2 separate regions of the Hordeum vulgare genome follow, and region 2 is linked to region 1. The links are chromatin contacts, called in public Hi-C maps. All regions are on one chromosome and are shown on one strand. Each heading gives the region's core, a stretch centred on a gene start, on an enhancer-like site or on the middle of the called end of the contact. The rest is flanking DNA. Distances are from core to core; before and after follow the strand shown. Region 1 holds the start of LOC123425387 (ninja-family protein 3). Region 2 holds the start of LOC123425388 (phosphatidylinositol glycan anchor biosynthesis class U protein-like).

The links. Hi-C and Micro-C count contacts between places; a contact is called where the count stands out from the background.
Region 2: a contact with region 1 is called in a Hi-C map of leaf, with 2.3 times the contacts expected there. The contact joins the promoter of LOC123425388 here to the promoter of LOC123425387 in region 1. A contact is called at or near these places in 3 of 6 Hi-C or Micro-C datasets (leaf and seedling) and 1 of 1 datasets of contacts at active chromatin or transcription factors (embryo).

What each region holds. Positions count from the first base shown.
Region 1 is chr2H:108,217,987-108,225,089 of MorexV3_pseudomolecules_assembly, forward strand. It overlaps LOC123425387 (ninja-family protein 3), which reads right to left and starts at 3,753. Exons shown (of 2, transcript XM_045109081.1): 1 at 2,846-3,753; 2 at 1,462-2,125. The coding sequence starts at 3,347. The coding sequence ends at 1,683.
Region 2 is chr2H:108,628,871-108,635,973 of MorexV3_pseudomolecules_assembly, forward strand. LOC123425388 (phosphatidylinositol glycan anchor biosynthesis class U protein-like) reads right to left here and starts at 3,005. Exons shown (of 15, transcript XM_045109083.1): 1 at 2,756-3,005; 2 at 2,236-2,388; 3 at 2,085-2,132; 4 at 1,044-1,104; 5 at 886-918; 6 at 519-643. The coding sequence starts at 2,368.

The DNA.
Region 1 (7,103 bases), core at 2,503-5,002:
AGCCGGATACAAAACATGTTCTACTCTAGGAAGACTTTGTGCCATGCACGCCACCACTAGTCTCCCCCATAGGGTTACAACTCATTATAATTAAGGCTTTACCCCGTGGACGCGACCTCTCTCAGGGTTCTCCAAACTTCCCCTATCAATTGCAAAGTTTAGGAGCAACATGCTTTTACTGTCACCTTGAATTACCTTCACGTCCTAGCCTTTACAACGATAGTGATATACTTCATGGCCATAAGGCACAAATGCTGAGTGGTGTCCCTTCACAACATTCACCAAGTCATTAAACTAAGTACTCAACTGGAAATATTATATCCAAAATAACATTACAGCTCCTACACATACCAAGGTTCATCCATATCCCCGAAAACTAGGGGTGTACTCACACATGGAGGCAACAACCATCATGACAAGGGTGATGGCATACATGGATGGACGATTCAAATTAATAACCCACAAGATGATCCACTAGGGTCCTCAGGTTACAATGGTGAAGATGTGGATGATGATGACGATGACGGTGGTGATGATGTTGATGATGAAGACATCAATGATGTTGAAGCTCCCTTGAATAGGGTGAGGAAGATGACCCTCTTCTTCTTGCTAATCCCTCCTTCGAATGAACTCGTGAGGCTGGAGTTATGCCTTCTAGTCGGCATTAATTCTAATATTAAATGGGAAATATTAACTACTTAATCATTTATTTGTTCATTTAATTCTATACCACTTTATCAGAATTAATTAATTGACATGCATGATATTACTTACGATACTATCATTACGACCAGCCTTACCTATCATACTTCGATACTTAAAAAACTCTAGAGCTATCATACTTCGATACTTAAAAAACTCTAGAGATAAGGTCTATATGTCAATGTGAACGGATAGGATATAAGTATGCCATGACTTAACGGATAAGATATGGGTATGCTCACGGGATTGTAGATACCGTCCATGCAAATACGAGACCCACGGATACCACAACATATTTATAACATATTCATGAGAACTCTTAGTTACCATTTGAGAACTCTTAGTTACCATTTACTTCCTCCGTTCCTAAATATAAGTCTTTTAAGAGATTTTACTAAATGACTACATACGGAGCAAAATGAGTGAATCTACAGTCTAAAATATGTCTATATACATCCGTATATAGTCTCCTATTTAAACTTCTAAAAAGACTTGTCTATTTAAACTTCTAAAAAGACTTATATTTCGGAAGGGAGGAAGTACATATTTATCATATTCACTTGAACTCGTAGTTACCATTTACCAGTTGTACCAACTTGCCGAGATATCGAAAACGCAAATAGGTTCCGAATATGTTGAAAGCGGATGGTGTTGGGAGTTGATACACGTTTAGAATAAGCGAGAATTGAACAGGGCAAAATCGACTTCTCCTAAATCTTACTACACATTTACATTTACTGCGAGGCCACGCGCATCGACTGAACCAGCATATCCACTGTGGACACTGTAAACCTGATAATTCTCTCAAATTAGTTCACTCCCTTAACTTACAGTAAACACCTCAGGCAGGCCCTCCACTCCTCTCCACTCAATGGAAAGGCAGGGCGCTAAACATAATACACTGTAATGATAGCTAAAAATTCAGAGTAAAAAAGGAAAGAGAGGAAAAGAACATCTCTCCCCCTAGGTACATTCCGGCATTACAAGAAGACCGACGGCGAGGGGTTGACGACGATGTGCCTGAGCGGGTTCGTGACGTCGCCGCCGCCGGCGTGCTTCACGAACTCGGCCGGCGTCAGGAAGTTGCCGTGGCAGACGCACACTATCCTCACCTCCTCCCCTTTCCTGTACTTGTACAGGAAGCCGTCGATCTTCTTGCCGTTGGGGCCGTCCACCTTGGACGAGACCATCGGCATGTCCTCCATCATGCTCTTCCGCAGGTCGCCCGTGCTCGTCGTGCGCATCGTCAGCGACCGGAGGGTCCGCAACGGCGGTTGCTCCTTGACGATGCCGTTCGGCAGCTTCCCGGCAGGCGATGGTGCGGGCGGCGGGAGGGATTTGTTCTGGTTGCTGGCATTGTTATTATTATCAGAAGATATCTCCATGCTCGATGTGCTCTTCGCCTCAGCGCCATCACCGCTACCTGCACCAACGCAGAGGAGGAGATGTCACATTTTCATATTCCAACATGTCAATAAAGATTCATATCCCGATGTGTTCTTTTCCGTTTACTAATCGTCGGTGCTTTCCAGTTTTCAGGTAGACAATTCAAATCGTATATATTTAGCTGCTCGGATAATGATTAGTCTGAATAATCATACATACCCTGACGCTACTTAACTAGCCTAGTAGTGACTAAAAAGCTTGGAAATTAGAAACATGCCGTAGAAGGCATCCCTTCAGACCCTAGGAGCTCCAAATAATCCCAGAAATGAAATCACCCAAAACAAATGGCCCGAAAAGAAGGCAACAAATCCCATGCGTACGTAGAAGTATCATCAGATTGTGCAGAAAAGAATTCCCCAATTGTATGGCAGAAGCAGCTGTCAGCCAATTTGGCAAAAAAGAAGCATCAGCTCAACTAGCGTTCTAATTCTAACGAATCGATGTGAGTGCATCACAGCACCAAAGCAAGATCCATGGCAAAGAACACCCGACTTGTTAGATCCCCCTCTGTCCATGCATCTGCCACCGAAAGAAGTACGGTAAGCTCGGCATGACACCGACGTGCGTGGATCACCGGGAGCTCGGCAACTGAATAATTCGAGCAAGGAAACGCAATAAAACAGTTGGGATTGCAAGCTGATTATAGTAGCAGATAGTTGTAGGGGTAGCAGGGAAGCTGGTGAAAGCATGTGTATACCTTGGTCTGGCATGCTTGAGGAGGTGTTCCCCTGGTCGACGACGGAGCGGCGGAGCTGGAACGCGCTGGGGTAGAGCGGCTCCTGGGCGTCGTCACGGCTGCTGCTGCCGCCGGACTTGCCGGAGTTCATGGAGGTGCGGCGCTCGAGGCGCTTGCGCTTGGCCTGGAGGCGCTTGAGGCTCTGCATCTCGCGGCGGCGCCACCGCTCCTCCTCCGTCTCGGTGGGGAGCGAGCTGGTGCGCATGAGCGGCGCCGGCGGGGGCGTGGCGGCGGCGAGGTCGTCGCTGGCGCCCGGGAGCGTGCACATGGCGGCGAGGGAGGAGGAGCGCACCAGCCGCGGCTTCTTGGCATCCCGGCCGGAGTTGGCGCCGAAGCAGCCGCCCAGGGACAGGCCGAGGCTGAGCTCGACCACCTCGTCGGGCTCGCCGGCGCCGCCCCCCGCCTTGTCCGACGACGCGCCCTTCTCGCCGCCGAACCTGCCCAAGAAGTCCCTCGACGCCATGCCCGGCACAGAGAGGCGGAGAGCAAGCAATTCCCCGCCGCGAAACAGACGCCAACCCCTCCTGTCCCCCAAGCTCCGCTCCAAGGACGGCCAGGTTCTCAGGAACGCCTCGCCATTGCCGCAAATCCGTCCCGCGCCGGGCAATTCTCGGTCTCCAAACCCAGAGGAAAGAACATCACAGCCGCCAAGAACGAACAATCGACGTGCGCCAGGAAAGCAGAGCCAGCAGAATCGACGTCAATTAGATCCCTCTCGCTCTGCGCGGCGCGTGGGATCCTCGAGCGAGAGAGGGGAGGGGGGTGGGGGGTGGGGGTGGATGGGAATGGAGAGGAGAGGAGAGGAGAAGGAGGCCTGCGCTGCGTGCGTGTCGCTCTAATCTCCTTCGTTCTTAGACTACTCCATTAAACAGAATTGTTTGGAAATGGGAACAGGGGGGAGCTAGTTGGATGGGACTACGAGCGCATGGAGGCCGGCCACGTGTCGGACAGCGGGTACACGTGTTGGATCCCGACAAGCCGGGCCGATACAGGGCGGCGCGCGGCTCGGCTCGGCTCGGTTGGCTTGGGACCGCGGTTGGGGAAGTGTGACGTGTCGAGGCCGCGTAGGGGCGTCTGCCTGACACGTTTCGGGCTTCTGGTCCAGGGCACGGCTCCCCGTGCAGTGCCACTCCAGACTACTTCTAGTAGTTTTTTATGTCCTACTGTTTCTATGATTGTAGCTGCACGTCCTCGTTAATATTGATGCCTAGTACTCCAGTAAGGTTATGTATAATAAAGTACAGTCAGCAGACTGTAAAAATTAAAATATTATATTTTTGCTAAATTGGATGAGAGAGAAGAGAAGAAAGAAGAGAAGCGGACTCTTCGTAAAGAGCCAGCTCTAGCACGTGTTCCTAGGTGTTTTATGAGAATGAAAGGTGGACCATATATGATAAAAGTAGTACTCTTTTGTAGCTAACTGTTGTACAAACTAGCTATAAAGTAGGCTATAAGATGGCTTATAGCCAACAGTTGGTTATACTATTAACCATGCTCTAATGTATAGTCTCATTCTTTCTATGTCATGTATGATCGGATGTCAGAAAAAATAAGTTTGGATAATGAAGCGGCTTTTTCTGCAGGAGGCGGATGTTTGAAAAGAAAAAGTATGATCCGATGTAATAGCTGAAAAAGTTAAAGTGAAAATAAAGATGCATATGTATTAGTCATTATTTTCTATTCTTTCATGAGGCCCATTAATGATAGCTTGCATTGGAAAATAAAAATTAATATAAATGTCTCAAATTACTTTTTATCATGAGGCATCTCTATTTATATGTCATCATTGTACATACCTTAAGTAATTCATCCACGCCTTAGAAAAGCTTAAACGTCAAATCGTATATACTTTACTCAAAAATACTCCCTTGGTTTTTAAATATAAATCTTTTTTAGAAATTTTAATATAAACTACATACAGATATATATTAAATTTTGAGCATAGATTCATTTATCTTATTTAGTATGTAGCCTATAGTGAAAAAAATACAAGAACTTATATTTAGGAATGAAAGGAGTAGAAAACTAAAAGTTTTTAAAAATGATCAAAGATCACACGGTAAATAAAATCAGCTCGTACAAAAACATTTCTTTTCAACAACAAAAAAGACGACCCTATGCATCCGTCAACGAATAATCTGAAAAGATTTGTCGCCTCAACAGTCGTTAGATCTGGTCCAGCCAACAGTCCAATCTTGTCCTCATTATTGCAACAAAACCAGTATTGCAGAACCCTCGTTGCAACACACGTCATATTCTAGAAACATTCAAGTGCTGCATTTTTTCATCTTCGCGTTCAGCACACGTAGAGCTCGATGACGATCTCGGCCTTCTTGATCCAGCAAGAGAGACGGAGAAGTAGATGAGTTCTCCGGCAGCGTGACGGCGCTCTGGTGGTGGTGATGATCTACTCCTGCAGGGCTCCGCCCGAGCTTCACAGAAATCCGATCTAGAGGCAAAACTATGTGGAATACGTTTGAGTTGCATGTGGCAAAGTTGTATCTCAAAAACCCTAAAACCACGAGTATATATAGGAGGAGGGGAGGGGCTAGTCTTGGGGCACAAGGGCCCCAAGGATGCGCCGGCCAAAGGGGGAGGAGGACTACTCCTTCAATTCGGTTTGGGAAGGAGGAGTCCTCCTCTTCCTTCCCACCTCCCTCTTTCCTTTTTTTCTTTCTTTCCTTTGGTTTTTCACTTGTGGCGCCATAACCCTCTTGGGCTGGCTCCACAAGCCCACTAAGGGCTGGTGCGCCACCCTAAGGCTATTGGGCTCACTCCCGGGTGGGTGGGCCCCTCCCGGTGAACACCCGGAACCCATTCGTCACTCCCGGTACAGTGCCGGAAATGCCCGAAACTTTCCGGTGACCAAATGAAACCATCCTATATATCAATCTTCGTTCCTGGACCATTCCGGAAACCCTCGTAACATCCGTGATCTCATCTGGGACTCCTAACAACATTCAGTAACAACAAATATAACTCAACTATACTAAAACATCATCGAACCTTAAGTGTGCAGACCTGCGGGGTCGAGAACTATGTAGACATGACCCGAGACACTCCTCGGTCAATATCCAATGGCGGGACCTGGATGCCCATATTGGATCCTACATATTCTCCAAAGATCTTATCGGTTGAACCGCAGTGTCAAGGACTCATATAATCTCGTATGTCATTCCCTGTGTCCTTCGGTATGTTACTTGCCCCGAGATTTGATCGTCGGTATCCGCATACCTATTTCAATATCGTTACCGACAAGTCTCTTTACTCGTTCCGTAATACAAGATCCCTTGACTTACACTTAGTCACATTGCTTGCAAGGCTTGTTTGTGATGTTGTATTACCGAGTGGGCCCCGAGATACCTCTGTGTCACACGGAGTGACAAATCCCAGTCTTGATCCATACTAACTCAAGGTACACCTTCGGAGATAACTGTAGAGCACCTTTATAGTCAGCCAGTTACGTTGTGACGTCTGATACACACAAGGTATTTCTCCGGTGCCAGTGAGTTATATGATTTCATGGTCATAGGAATAAATACTTGACACGCAGAAAACAATATCAACAAAATAACACGGTCACATGCTACGTTCATAGTTTGGGTCTAGTCCATCACATGATTCTCCTAATGATGTGATCAAGTTATCAAGTGACAACACTTGCATATAGTCAGAAAACCTTGACTATCCTTGATCAACTGGCTAGCCAACTAGAGGCTTGCTAGGGACATTGTTTTGTCTATGTATCCACACATGTATCTATGTTTTCATTCAATACAATTATAACATGGATAATAAACGATTATCTCGAAACAGGAAATATAATAATAACTATTTTATCATTGCCTCTAGGGCATATTTCCAACAGTCTCCCACTTGCACTAGAGTCAATAATCTAGTCCTCACATCGCCATGTGATACGTCTCCAACGTATCTATAATTTTTGATTGTTCCATGATATTATATTATCAACTTGGGATGTCTTATATGCATTTATGTGCCATTTTATATCATTTTTGGGACTAACCTATTAAGTCAGTGCCTAGTGACAGTTTCTGTTTTTTCTGTGTTTTTGACCTTTTTCAGAAACGAATATTAAATGGAGTCCAAACGGAATAAAACTTGCGGGGTGATTTTTTTTCCATAACAGAAGATATGCAGAAGACTTTAGAACCAAGGCAGGAGGTCTCATGGGAGGTCACGAGCCCCCTAGGCGCGC
Region 2 (7,103 bases), core at 1,755-4,254, 410 kb after region 1:
TGTCACAAAAATGATAATTAGTACTATAAACAATTAGTAAGCATCACAAGACAAAGCATCCGACTCAAAGAGAGTGATGTTCCATTCACACCTTTCCAGACAAGATTGTATACTTTTCTCTTACCAACAACAAATTCGCACTATCAGGCAAGCAGAGGACTATACACATTAAAATCCACAAGGAAAATCCATAACCTTTTTTATTCCTTGTAAAGGAAAATTCGCATAAGTGGGTTTCCTTCTTTAAGAAAATATAAAGCTTAGAATGTCAACAACTACTTGACAAATAAAACATCTCTAAGATTTCACTTTTGGAGCTGTACGTCACAAGTATACAAATTTCAAAACCTTTGTGGTCGTTGGTACTCGGGAAAATAAATAGAAATTGGTGCCAAACAAAAGGCAAATTTAGCTCAAGATTCAATAAAGCACATCTCATGTTTTAGTTCAAATTTGAACTAAAACCAGGACACTTATTTTGCAACGGAGGGAGTATAACATTAACTAGTATGACTCACCAGAATTGTCCACTGATTTTGTGAGGTCAAGAGACTTCAAGCTTCTGTTACGTGCCATTTGGAGTGTACGCCCAGTTGATCGAATGAGTATAGCAGCTATAAAATCTACAGCCACAAAAACCAAACTGTGTTGTGCATTCATGAGTGTAATATTACATGACTGCCAGCAAAATGCAATAGTCATGGAAATATTCATGGTTACATTTTTTTTGGTTTGAACAATACAATGGGCAAGATAAAGAACATAAAAAGTAAAGCCTAAAGAAAACTGATTTTCTTCTATGAAAATCAGGTATACTTGAACAAGTTATCAATCTTAGACAAACATATACTGGTTTAAATGAACAATACATAGTAACTTATTTACCTGCAATATATATGAGAATGGTGTCCGCCTGACCTGTGACACCATGGAGTGTTAGAATACTAATATTTCATATGGTGATCTGATCAAATGAAGAGACATAGCAACAGTGGCGACATGAAAGAAATGATCAAAGAAGCATTAAAAAAAGGACCAAACACCTTTTGCTGGTTAGCGGACCAAGAACCGATAGAAGCAAAGGGGAACCATGATACATCGAACCTGAAAAACAGATCATTCAACAGGCTGGACCATCCCTTAAAAGTTCAAACTGTTAACACATCAACACTACAAAGAGCAAAAATATCACGGCTAATTGCTAAGCTTTGTCACGTAATTGCAAGAAGCATCTAGGCCTCTGATAAGTAGGAGCCATATTAGTTATCAGTAGTTTGTTACAGAAAAATTAACATGAAATAGTGCCTATCAGTATTCAGTAGATACCCAGACATTGATCCCAAATATAGGAAGGTGTCTTTCTGAGGCACCACCTGACCATCAAGGCTAACATCCTCCTCCTCGTGCATTATAGTACTGAAAGCGCACTTCATGTACTCGATTTTAGTCCTACTAAGTCTAAAACCTTTCGATTCCAAGGTTTTGCCTCCATAACTCAACTTCTTGTTGACCCCCGTCCGACTATCATCGACTAGCACCACATCGTCCGCAAAGAGCATACACAATGGGATATCTCCTTGTATATCCCTTGTGACCCCTGATGCAGCCCTATCTTAATCGGGAAGTCACCAGTGTCGCCATCAAGTATTTTAAAATTGCACTGTAGTACTCCCTCCCCCGGTGAAGATTTTACATTTAGCTTTAAAATTTGTCCACAAAAGTTGTATTTCTATCTTCCCGATGCACTTTAAAGTAGAAAAAATGTTTCTCTCTCATCACACGGTAATCAAGACCAATAACATTCTACATATGGTCTCCTCAATTTCTACATGCACTTAGCTCATTGGGGTTTGGGTAATTAAAGAGGAAAGAATGATGGTTTGCACCTTTCCAATGCATTTTTTACTCCACTCCACAATTTGTCCTAAAATTTCTATATGCACATTTTTCACCGGACGGAGGGAGTACCTAATAGTACCACCTCCCACCCCACTATCATGGCCTCGAAATTTTGGTCATTCAGATGCAAATGTGAAGTGCTAAAAGTTAGCAAAGAGAGCAAAGAGGGGAGCTGCGTAACGTACCGGAATAGGGTGACATGGACGCCTGCTTTAGCCAGTATCCTTCTGCCACTGCACCACACACAGAGAGGCAAACAAGATGTCCAATTACGTCAGCATCACAAAATGGCTGGGGTTTGGAAGGGAAGGACTGAGAGCAAGGAGGTGTGCTTACGGCGGCGGAGGGACGTGAGGGGGGTGGAGACCTCCGGGCGGGAGGCAAGGTGGAGGTCTCCGCCGAAGAGCACCAGAACGAGGCGGAACCCAACGGCCGCGACAGCCATCGACCAGTAGTGTCGGATCGCCATCGCCGCTGATCAGTGGAGATCTAGGATTTGCAAATATGACATGTTAACATACTAATTTAATTTACCAACAGAACTATCATAATCCACCTGATTGGACACAGCAAATTCTGTGTAAAATCATAATTCACCTGATTGGACACAACAAAAATTTACATTCTACTAACTCTGTACCTATGTGCAAAATTGGACACAAGAAATTATGTGCAAAATTATGTGTATGTGTATCGGGAGTATCAATCATGACGACATAATTGGACACAAGAAATTATGTGTATGTGTTAATGTACGTGGCAGATAGCACTGTCATAATCCACCTGATAATTCATGAATCTAAACCCGAAATTCGTAATGAGGCCAATCAAAACTTGGGGAATGGAGAAAAGGTACCTCAAATCGGCTGGCCGCTGCAACTGCACACCGCCGGCCGCAGGGCAGGACTGCTGCCGAGTGCGGAATGGGCGGCTGCCGAGCCCCGGCTGGCAAGGCTGCGGTGCGGCGGTGGGCGACCGAAGGTTGGGGCGGGGAGGGGCACTGGGTGGGCAGGGCCGGCTCCTTGCCTCCTGGGGTCCGGTGGTGGCGACGGCGGGCCTGCGAGATCGGGAGGAGAATCGGGGACGGGAGTCGGGAGCAGTGTTTTTTTTTTTCCTGAGCGGTTGGAGCAAAGCCCGTGCTAATCGTGCCTGGAACGACATGGCCCACACAGACACATTTATTAAATGGGCTGTGTCGTACCAGCCCACGTGCCTTGCTTCCTGGCCCAGCCACGGCACAATTTTAGTTTGATGCGCTGTTTTTAGATCACTAGTAAAAGGGCCCGTGCGTTGCAACGGGACAAAGAAATGCATGATTATTTTTTAAATCAGCAAACATTTTATGAATGAAAAACTATTTTATAAGTCACAAACCATTATTTTTTGAATTTTTAGAATATTTTTCCATTCATGATCATTTTTAGAATTGACAATTTTTTTGCATAATTTCATTATAAAAAGTACTTCATGAACTTTAAAAAAATCATGAACATTGTTTGATTTCTTGAATATTTGTTTTCAAAATTTCAAACATTTTCTGCAAAATCACGAATATTTTTTAATCCACGAACATTTTATAATTTATTAAACATTCTATTTCAAAATTCCAACATAGGTTTCTCCTTGGGTTTCTCCGTGGGGGGGCGGCTGCTAATATAAGCTATCAAGAGTATCCACATGGGCAAAACAAAACTACAATATAAATGTAATTAAACAGCATAGGTTTCTCCTTGGGGGGACAAGAATGTCAGGCTGGCAACTCAACTTGTGAGAACATCAACGATTAGCAGCAGAAGAAAATGGTTTTATTCATTAATATACACACATGCTGTACATTGAAACATAAATAAATTTAAGAGAATCAACTCTTTGCAAGTATTAGAACAAGACTCAAACCTAAGAAAAAGAGGTCAGAATCCTTGACTATAGCAGGAATAACAGATATGTACAACAGGTGGCATAGCTAAATGAAGCGCAAAATAAATCAAATCCTAGGGAGGTAATACTGCCGTCGATAAAATGAGAACCCTAAAGCGGCTCTCGAAGCAATTGGATACTTATAAATTAAAATCATACCAACTCTTACCCCCTACTTCGTGATACATAACTATAGAACCTTTTGCAATAACACCCATTGGATTGGACAACTGCTAGTACTAAAGCTTAGGAACATAAATTCAAATCTGGAACAATTGATGCAAGTACTGCCGACCTTGAGGTGAAGCATATGAATCACTATGCACGGGTTATATGCCACAAAGGTTCGTCCACTTACTTCCCCTTGTAGACCTTCCCATGGGCGCCCTCCCCAACCTTGGATCCGACGAAGAGCATCTTGGGGTCGACCAGCAGCTTCCTGTCAATCCAGGACCCCAACGGCGACGTGGCGTCCGAGCACCGCGCGGGCTCCACCAATTACAGAGGGAGCATCGACATCCTCAAGTAGTTGTCATCACAAATCATGGTTCAGCTAACAATCCAGCATCTTCTTGAAAATAACAGTCTAATCACAAACATCAATTTGATTGAATGTACAAACAACCAAGTTTTTATATATGTCATTGTGTTAATTTAGGATCCAATTTGGTGCAGTAGTGTATTAGTGTACGGTTGTGTTCATATTTTCATAAGATCAACACATATAGGAGTATGAGGCAAAGCTATTATCATTAGATTCAAGAGCCTACAACCAGCAGCACAAAGACACAGAATCTATATTCATTCCTACAAAATTTCTAACCACAAACATCAAAATCAGAGTGAATGAACTAACAAATCTACCCCCTTCAATCTGCACAAAGTCCTAGTTAGCTCTTTCTGGCACCAGATCAGATCATACATGTACATTCCCCACCTCCTCACAATTCCTCGCATCCATGCCACGCCATGACCACCTCCCCAAGCTCCACCCTAAGAGCAGGGCGGCCGCGGCCACGGGAGCGGCGGGGCCGGCTTCCTCGTGCCTCGCCACGGCGGTGCGGGCCCGTCTCCCGGACGACGGGCTTAGGCAGGGGGCACGGGGGGGCTCCCCTTGGTCGGAGGGGCGCGCGAAGGAGAGGGAGGGCGGGGTCCGACACCGGGTCGCCCGCAGCTCGCTGGCGGAGGCCGGGGCGCCGCGGGGGAGGAGCTCGAGCGCGGCGCCGAGAGGCGGTGGTGGTGGCGGCACTTGACGGAGCAGGCGAGCTGGGGTTCGGCGGGGGGGGGGGGGGGGTTGGTGGAGAAGGGAGAAAGAGGCCCCTGGACTGCGGGTTAGTTTGGATTAGTTATAGGGGGGCTTGTGTAAAATGTAAAAAACGATTCGTTCTCTGACTTAAATCAGGACTGCGGGTTGATTTCAGGAAACGTCAGGGGCTTTTTTGTAAAAGTGGCACGACGGACGACAGAAGCGCTCCATGCTTTATTATTAGCGGAGATATATATAAAAAGATCAAAAATAAATAAACAGGTCATGAAGTGTCGGCTGGCGTTCCCACCCTCTAGGCCTAGGCACGGCCCTGGCGTGTCGCGTGCCGGACACAATTCATTTAGCTTGTGTGGTGTCGTGCGTGCATTATACTGGATCGGTTCACTTGGCATAACCCATTTGGCTAGCTTCAGATGGGAGGTAGTGGTGAGGTGCATTGTTTGTTGGGCTTCTTTTCCTCCAACCCATCTCCTAATCTCATACAAAACAAATGTAAAGACAAGCCTTGTTGAATGGGTCGCACGACCCAACACAACTCGACCCCTTATTGAACATGTTTAATATGTAGGGATGTAAACGGTAATTTTCATATTGAATCCCCACCCGCATCCTTTTTGGAAATATGGTATGTACTTGCACGATCCATCAGATATGGATGTGGATACGGATTTTGGTCCACTCCATATTCGATGGATATGATAACGGATATAGTATCGGTAATATCCGACGTATCTGGATAATCCGGTATTTTGACGGATTATCCAAGGTTATTCAATAGGATTATCCAATTTATTTAGACCATTTGACAAGCTCAAACGCCCAATTGGACCACTAATTAGAATCACCACAAGTAAATACAATAAAACCATAATAATAGTAGATCGTAGTGAATGAACAATCATAATCACGATCGTCTTACAGTTGACGTGTGAACTGGGGGTACTACATAACATGCAAGGCAGGGTTGGCCATCACTACATGAGCTGAAATCAAAGATGAATTTCTGGAACTATACATGAGGGAGGAGCTGCTGTGAAGCAAAGAGTGAAGGTTGAATGGGTGCGGTGAGAGACAAAAGTACCCGATATTTTCACTTGAGAGCAAATATAAGGTGAGCAAAAAACAAAATTAAGGGAAAATTACACTTTTGCCTTTAGTTGTGTCAGCCCATGGGGTTTGCCCTTATTCTTTGGCCGTGCTCAGTTTTGCCGTTAGATTTGTCTCTCAGGTCGTCCGAGTGCCCTTTGATCATTTTACCAATACTTTGAAAAATCATAACAAATTCATATGAATTCATAAAAATGCAAATAAGATATTAAAATGTCAAAAAACATTGCCTTTATGTGCATGCCATTTGCATCCGGAAAAAAGTATTGTTAGGTGATGCTTTTGAACATTATCATATCTTATTTGCATTTTTCTGAGTTAACGTCAACTAGTTATAATTTTTAAATTGCTTTCAAAATTCATAACAAGTTAATATGAACTCAGAAAAGTGCAAAAAATGTATAAGAATGTTTAGAACACATCACTTATTTGGCTAAGTGGCTTAAAATGCAATAAGTTAAAGTGAATTTGTTCGCCTATACTCTTGAAAAACAAGGTGCTAAGTGGCTACAAGATCAACCTGGAGGTACCTTGAATAACTGGAAGGATTTTTCATCTATATTCTTCTTATGTTTTTATCTTCAAGGTTAATTATATAAAATAATAAGAAAAACTGGTAGATTTGGGCAAACATCCACACAAGCATTGGTTGATGCTTATAAAAGGTACCGGAATATACACTCCGCGTCTACTAAGCATTATTACCTTCCTTACTTGATTGTGAATTACTTTTTATGGGGGGCTTTATAAACAAAGTAAGCATGTATTGAATGTTGCTTCTCACAATCCTTTATGGGGACTAATATTTCCCTAGCATTGCTTGATAGCATGTGCCAAAATGTTGAAGTTGGTTCCTATTCTCGAAAGAGAAGAAGAAGAAGATTGATCCTAGTTATGATAGTATTAAATTCTT